Linked DNA regions of Gasterosteus aculeatus: region 1 is linked to region 2. A link is a contact called in public Hi-C data. All regions are on one chromosome and are shown on one strand. Each heading gives the region's core, a stretch centred on a gene start, on an enhancer-like site or on the middle of the called end of the contact. The rest is flanking DNA. Distances are from core to core; before and after follow the strand shown.

Evidence for each region. Hi-C and Micro-C count contacts between places; a contact is called where the count stands out from the background.
Region 1: a Hi-C map of whole body shows a contact between it and region 2, with 2.0 times the contacts expected there. The contact joins two enhancer-like sites. A contact is called at or near these places in 2 of 6 Hi-C or Micro-C datasets (skeletal muscle and whole body).

What each region holds. Positions count from the first base shown.
Region 1 is chr10:2,666,382-2,669,478 of fGasAcu3.hap1.1, reverse strand. All of the region lies in intron 1 of pvrl2l (PVR cell adhesion molecule related 2 like), which reads right to left. Among protein-coding and RNA genes, the nearest start is that of pvrl2l, 86 kb to the right of the region's middle. Within about 2 kb of position 1,623, at least 3 of the 9 cell types and tissues checked have open chromatin away from gene starts, as enhancers often do.
Region 2 is chr10:2,601,158-2,604,343 of fGasAcu3.hap1.1, reverse strand. All of the region lies in intron 1 of pvrl2l (PVR cell adhesion molecule related 2 like), which reads right to left. Among protein-coding and RNA genes, the nearest start is that of pvrl2l, 21 kb to the right of the region's middle. Within about 2 kb of position 1,538, at least 3 of the 9 cell types and tissues checked have open chromatin away from gene starts, as enhancers often do.

The DNA.
Region 1 (3,097 bases), core at 374-2,873, 65 kb before region 2:
GTGCCAAAGATCCATAAATGGTTCAGCAGCTTTATCTCTACTTTTAGCCAAGAAATGGAGAAGGGCTGTGGACCCGATACCCTCAGAAGAATCAGCGGCCCTGCTCATCGTGTTATTTCTCCGTGTCCAAACACACTGGGGAGAGCCGGGCTCTCACCAGATCCAACGAGGATTCGACAAATGAAAACATTGTGGCAGAAAGTGCACTTGAGCCTTTTTTATTTTGAGAACAACACAAACCCCTGAACAGGAGATATTCTGCTCACAACATCACGAGTCACGGATAGACATTTAAAAACTGGACACAAGCCTCGTCTAGTGTTCATTAAAAGCACCAGCAGCAGCAGAGCTGAATTGTCCCTGTCTCGCAGCAATGGGTCTTACTTTTATTTATCTGTGTCAGCACAAGGAAACCTCAGCAATTGTGCCTTATATATATATATATATATATATATATATATATAAAAACACATATATGTATATGTATGTGTATATATATACATATAAAAACGCATATGTATATGTATATACAGTATATATTAATATAGCTGTAGTTACAGTTTATATATATGTATTATGGCACGATATGGACACTCACACACACACATTTGCTGCATTAAATTAGTTGAAATGAATGAACTTTAATGACCTTGTAATCTTATCTCATCATTATGAGATGGCGGAGAAAAGAAAAGGAAAAAAAGAAGGAAACAAGGATGGAAGAAAGAAAGAGCGGAGAAGTTGTAATCCTTTGTTCATGCGATGAAGTCCAGCGGCTTGCAAACACTATCAGGGGACATTTCCGAAAGAGGCTTTGATTGTTCCGTCCTTTGAATCCCCTCATTTTGCTACAATGGTCTTCATCATCCAGCCTCTTGCTGCACACTTCATTAACTCCAACACTTTGCTCCTTCTCTTCTCGCTGCTCTCTGCTCGGCACTCGTGCAGTGATCAGGACCCCTGCCATGAACCCCCCGCCGACTCGGGGGTCAAATCCCACCACGGTCTTTTCTCCATCACCTCCCCTCTGCCCTCACAGTCAGCCTCTGCGCCTGTGAAGATAAAATTAATCCGAGAAGTCGGCCTCTCACTCTCCCTGCGAGAGGAGGGCGGGGGGATCATTGGCGAACGTCTGGCTGGTCCCGGGGGGCTCCAGAGAAAAAGCCTCTTAGCGTGTGAGGGATCGATTAGGACAATGCGTTACATGCCAAAGCATGGAGGTGAATGAGAATTAGCTGTGGAAAACCGAGAGGACGCGTGTGTCTGTGCTGCACGTGGGGTCGGGGCGCATGTTGGAAACTTTTGCCGTAGTTTAAAATGCCGTTAGCTGCTGGTCCTCAGCTCAGGCTTTGTCACTATGACAACCGTCAACAGGAAACTCAGACAATCCCAACCCTGTACTGTGCACCTTTTACTGTCCGGGAAATAAATGCAAGCAGATGGAACATCGTCCAGAGTGATGGGAACACACTGGGGTGTGTGTGTGTGTGTGTGTGTATGTGTGTGTGTGTGTGTGCGTGTACGGAGCATCTGCATATTTAGAATCTATGAGTGCATACAAGACTGATTCAGTCATTGAACTAGAGTCTCTCCCCTGAGGGACACAATGGGCTGTGAAACCAGTCAACCAGACATGTGCACACATGCACGGGCCTAAATCAACAAGAGCGGCAATAACCAAACCCGCAACACCCCCCCCCCTCCGTTATTTGGCTCTCCTCATTCCGCTGCATTCTTCTTCTTCTACTTTCTTACTTATTTTCTCTTTCATGCACAAACTCACAAATGAATTCCCCTTCACTTAAATGAGCAACTCCCAATATTCATAAAGGCGCTGAAATGATGCACACACACACACACACACACACTCTGAGGGCATCACATCAAAGCCACAAAACACAGTGGTCCCACTGTGACACAGAGGGGGGGGGGTGACAGAGAAGGTAAAGGAGGCGGCTAAAAAGGCTAAAAGCAAAATGCGCAAAAATAGTTTGACGGAGCCCCAAGAAAGGACAGGAACATGAAGAAGAAGAATTCATGTGGAAGGATAAATGCAACAGAATGAGAGAAAGTCAGCAGTCAAAGGGACTAAATGAATGACTAAAGCGGAGAGACTGAGGGGCAGAAACGATGAGGGACGAGCAGAGTAAAGAGATGTGAGGAGGGAAAACGTGCAGCTCTGAGAGGGAGAACAGGGAGGGAGCCGAGGGCAGGCGACCGCCTCCAGAAGGATCAACCAGACCGCGCCGCAATTTACCCCAAACCTCCGTTCCATACCTGCTCTACACTCACTACATGTGCACACTTTTACGCTATAAATCATTTTGAAATCCATGTCAACTTTCCCAGATGACGGACTATTTTGTGTCGGCCCATTAAATAATATCTCAATAAAGTAAATCTGTGGTTGTGAGAAATGCGTGGATGCTTAAGCAAGGCACCGCAGTAGACATGACAAGTTAAAATCCCCACTCCGTCTTTGAATGTTGCGGCAGGCTGGTTGTTTTTGAACATGTTTGACAGGATTCTTTAAAGCAAATCAGTTGAACAAGATGTTCGCTCTGATCGTTTGTTCCCACACACCAAAAAAAAGGTTTCTGTGATCAAATAAACTCATGCATAACAGGGCTGACTTTAAGAAGTGGGAGCAAGGCTGGCAAAGGGGCACCAGTCTTTGGTTGCCAATAGCGACCGGTCAACCCTCGCTGCTTTAGAAAGCCTTCAGAAGAGACAAATGGCACACGGCACCAAAGAGCTGCCGAGCACGCTTCAGATCCGGAGGACGCCCTTGAAGTGACGACAAGGAAACTGGCAGAGGAACCACAGTTCAACGACGAGACAATATTAATACCTATGATTTGTTTCTGCCTCTTGATCCACAAACACTTCCAGTTATGCACCCGCCGACCCACTGAAGCACACCCTTTAGCGCACACTCCATTAATACAGACTGTAATTTCAGCTAAACACTCGGCCCTGGGAAATCACATGGAACTGTTGACTGTGGTTATTTTTCCCTTGAAGCGACACACACACACACACACACTTGTCCACGTGCTATTAGGGAGATTGGTATCAATGCACCGTGATCCACGTC
Region 2 (3,186 bases), core at 289-2,788:
TTGAAATACACATACAAGTGCAGTGAATCACAATCCATCTACATCTGTTGTAGGTTAATGTATGGAAGCCCATGTCAGCCACTGAAAAAAATATCCTGTAAGTCATCATAATGAGATAGTATCTCATGAGATACGCTGATGACTTTGACTTACAGGACATTACTTTACATGCGGCTGTCAGTTTTATCCAAAACGCCCATGGTTTGACATAATTTTATGAGGAGTAATTGGGGGTTAGGTGTCTTTCTCAGGGACACCTCGACTTGGCAAAGGAAGCAGCCAGGATTCAAACCGCCGACCTTGCGCTGCACAGCACACCCTCCCTATCCCATGCACCGCCTTCGCTTCTAGTTTACTGTAACATACAGTAATCCATTTTACGGTAAGAGTGTAAAAACCATTAACGGTATTATACCGTCAAATAACAGTAAACTCCTGGCGTCCTTGCTGCCAGTAAAATACCGTTAATTTACAGTGAAATCTTTTGGAGTGTTGTTTGATCTTTTGTTGTTCTCACTATTTTTTGGGATATAATACTTCGTGGAGGAAGGTTAGCGTTTCATTGACAGCGACAATGATTGTCGTTTTAATGAATAACTTGATAATATATTAACTATCTGGCTGAGGCGTTTGGCTTTGGAAGTGTTTAATTCTTCATCCTTTAACCCAAACGTTACACAGACTTTGACCCAGAGTCCGTTAGGTGCCTCTAAGCGTGTGTCTTTGCAGTAGCACATGCATGTATGGAACCCTTTGTGTGGACCCTCGCGTGTCCATCATCAACCCACCTGACCCTCTGCCGCCTCGAGCTGGTGCCGGCTCGGGTTCCAGGCCCCCGAGAGGTGTCCCCTCACGGGGACGGACCTGGCCGAGAACGGGCACACCTGCGTGACATCAGCGCCCCCCCTGTGAGGCTGCGCCGCCCGTCCACCATCTACTTCTTAGCTACAGGGAGTTTAGGCCTCTCTGAAGCGAGGAAATGCTGTCACATGAAAAGCTAATCAACTATTCATCATTAATTATTTACCTTTAATTACCACACTAGGGGTTTGCGGTGCGCCTTCTTTCCTACCGCCATCCAACTGGAAGCGGCCCGTCTAACCGCAGCTTTCCTCCCCCCAGCTGCAGAGGGTGGGCAGCTTTTCTCAAAGCTTAATTCGCTGGTAATTGTTGATGTCAAGTTCTCATTGCTGCCCCACGTTGTTGCGACGAGTTCAACCACAGAGTGGCCGCGTGTTTTACCTGAAGAAATAATGAAAAGCCATAAATCACTGGCAGCCCCTCGGAGGAAAGGATGCTGCTTGCAGACTTAAAACAAATGCCGCCGGGAGACGCGGCGACTCAAACCGAGCCACAGCAGAAGAGCTGCGAGTGGGAAAGGCCGAGGAGTAATTTCCTTGCACAGTGCCCGTGTGCCCTTGTATGAACAGACGAGCTTTGGTGTGACATTTCCAAGCGGTCGATTATTAGGTGTGTTGTGATGTTCGGGCTTGTATCGGCACGAGCAACGTCAAACTCCGCTTCACACAACCGTTGGCGCCCCGTCTCGCCTCTGTGGAAATCAATTGGCCGTGGCCCGATGCTATTTAGAGAGGCAGATGGCATGTCGAAATGCTAAGCAGCAACTCATTTGTTCATTTCGTACCAACAAGTTCAACAGCGTATTACAAATTATGTCATTCATAAACGTAGTAGCGCACGAGCCCTTCGGGGAACCTTACGAATCTGCTCATGAGCAATCAGGCCGGTGGGAAGGGTAAAGACTGTGACAGACACAAGCCGGGATAGAGAAATCACTGGAGACAGTGGAGACGCTGGTGGTCAGAGTAGTAGACACGAAGATCCAGGCTAAATGTGGTTTACATCATTTAAAGTACTACAGTCAATTGCTTCATAAAAACAGACACAATTGTATGTATTGTATTCATGACATGGAGGCCTCGTTATAGCAGGAATTCATGAAGTCGGGTACCTTCACGCGACACATTTTCGTGATTAACAGGACAAGAGCGAGGCGAGCAGAGCGTGCGGACGGACAGGTTATTGATCACAGTCAGAGCTGCAGAGAGTTGGGGGTGAGCAGAGGTACATTATCTTGATGTACTCCTCTCCCTTAATGGTGCACATGGTCTCTCTCTCTCTCTCACACACACACACACGGTCACCATGCCATTACTCACAGAGGTCAGGATGTGAGCACATATAGACCTGCTGCTCATTTAGGCTGTGAATAAACGGCGCGTTAATCATTTACAAGACCGGGATGTTCAGACGCCATCACTGCTTCATTACTCGGCTTCTTGGGGTCTAATTCTCGTCGTCTCTGTCTGTCACTGGGAACATGCTGCGAGCAGGTAATGGTGTGATCTTTGTTCAGTATGCAGAGACGTAGCGGAAAATAAGCTTATTTGCTGTCTTGCCAAAATTTGTGCTTTCTTTTCTCCCCGAGATTAATTTCCACATATTGGTATAATTTTTTTCCAGAACGAGGCAGCAATCGATCACTTTATACGGAGCAAATACGTTCAGAGGGTCCTCCACAGAGCACAGCAACCCGGCAGCTCTGTGGTTCCACTCCCTCGCTCTTGCCTTTCACAATAAAGGCCCTAGACAAACATACCCAAGTATTTGGCTCAGAGTAAACTCAATAAAAAAGCTCAGCGGGGTTTAGTAGTTTAGCTCAGACTCCCAGTAGCTGCTCCGGGTCAATAGGATTCTAGTCGTTGGTCCTCTTTCTGCGAAAATCTATTCATACATTTTATTGAAAAAGAGGAGCAACTGTGGCAAATTTATTTTGTCGTCATTGTGAAGGAGCGCCCTGATGATTGAGTACAAAGAACCATCCAAGAGGAATTGGAAACTGCTTGGGCGATATACAGTCACACAAATTAAATCAATCACATGTTGCAAGGCAAGGGATGTACATTGACATTTTTCCTTTTTCTGATGCTTTTATAAAATGCGATTTTGGACTTTGGTCATCGATTCGACACGTCAATCAAACTCTTACCAAACAGCAGGGAGAAGAGAGAGAAAGGGCTCTCGGCCATTTACTTTCTTTCAAAAAGGAGGAATATTCTCCAGTTCCAATGGAGTTGGTGATGTAGCTTCTACGCTAACCTCTGTAGCAGATAGCGGATACATCTGTTTCCAAACCATCGGCACTGACACGAGGAAGAGAAAGCG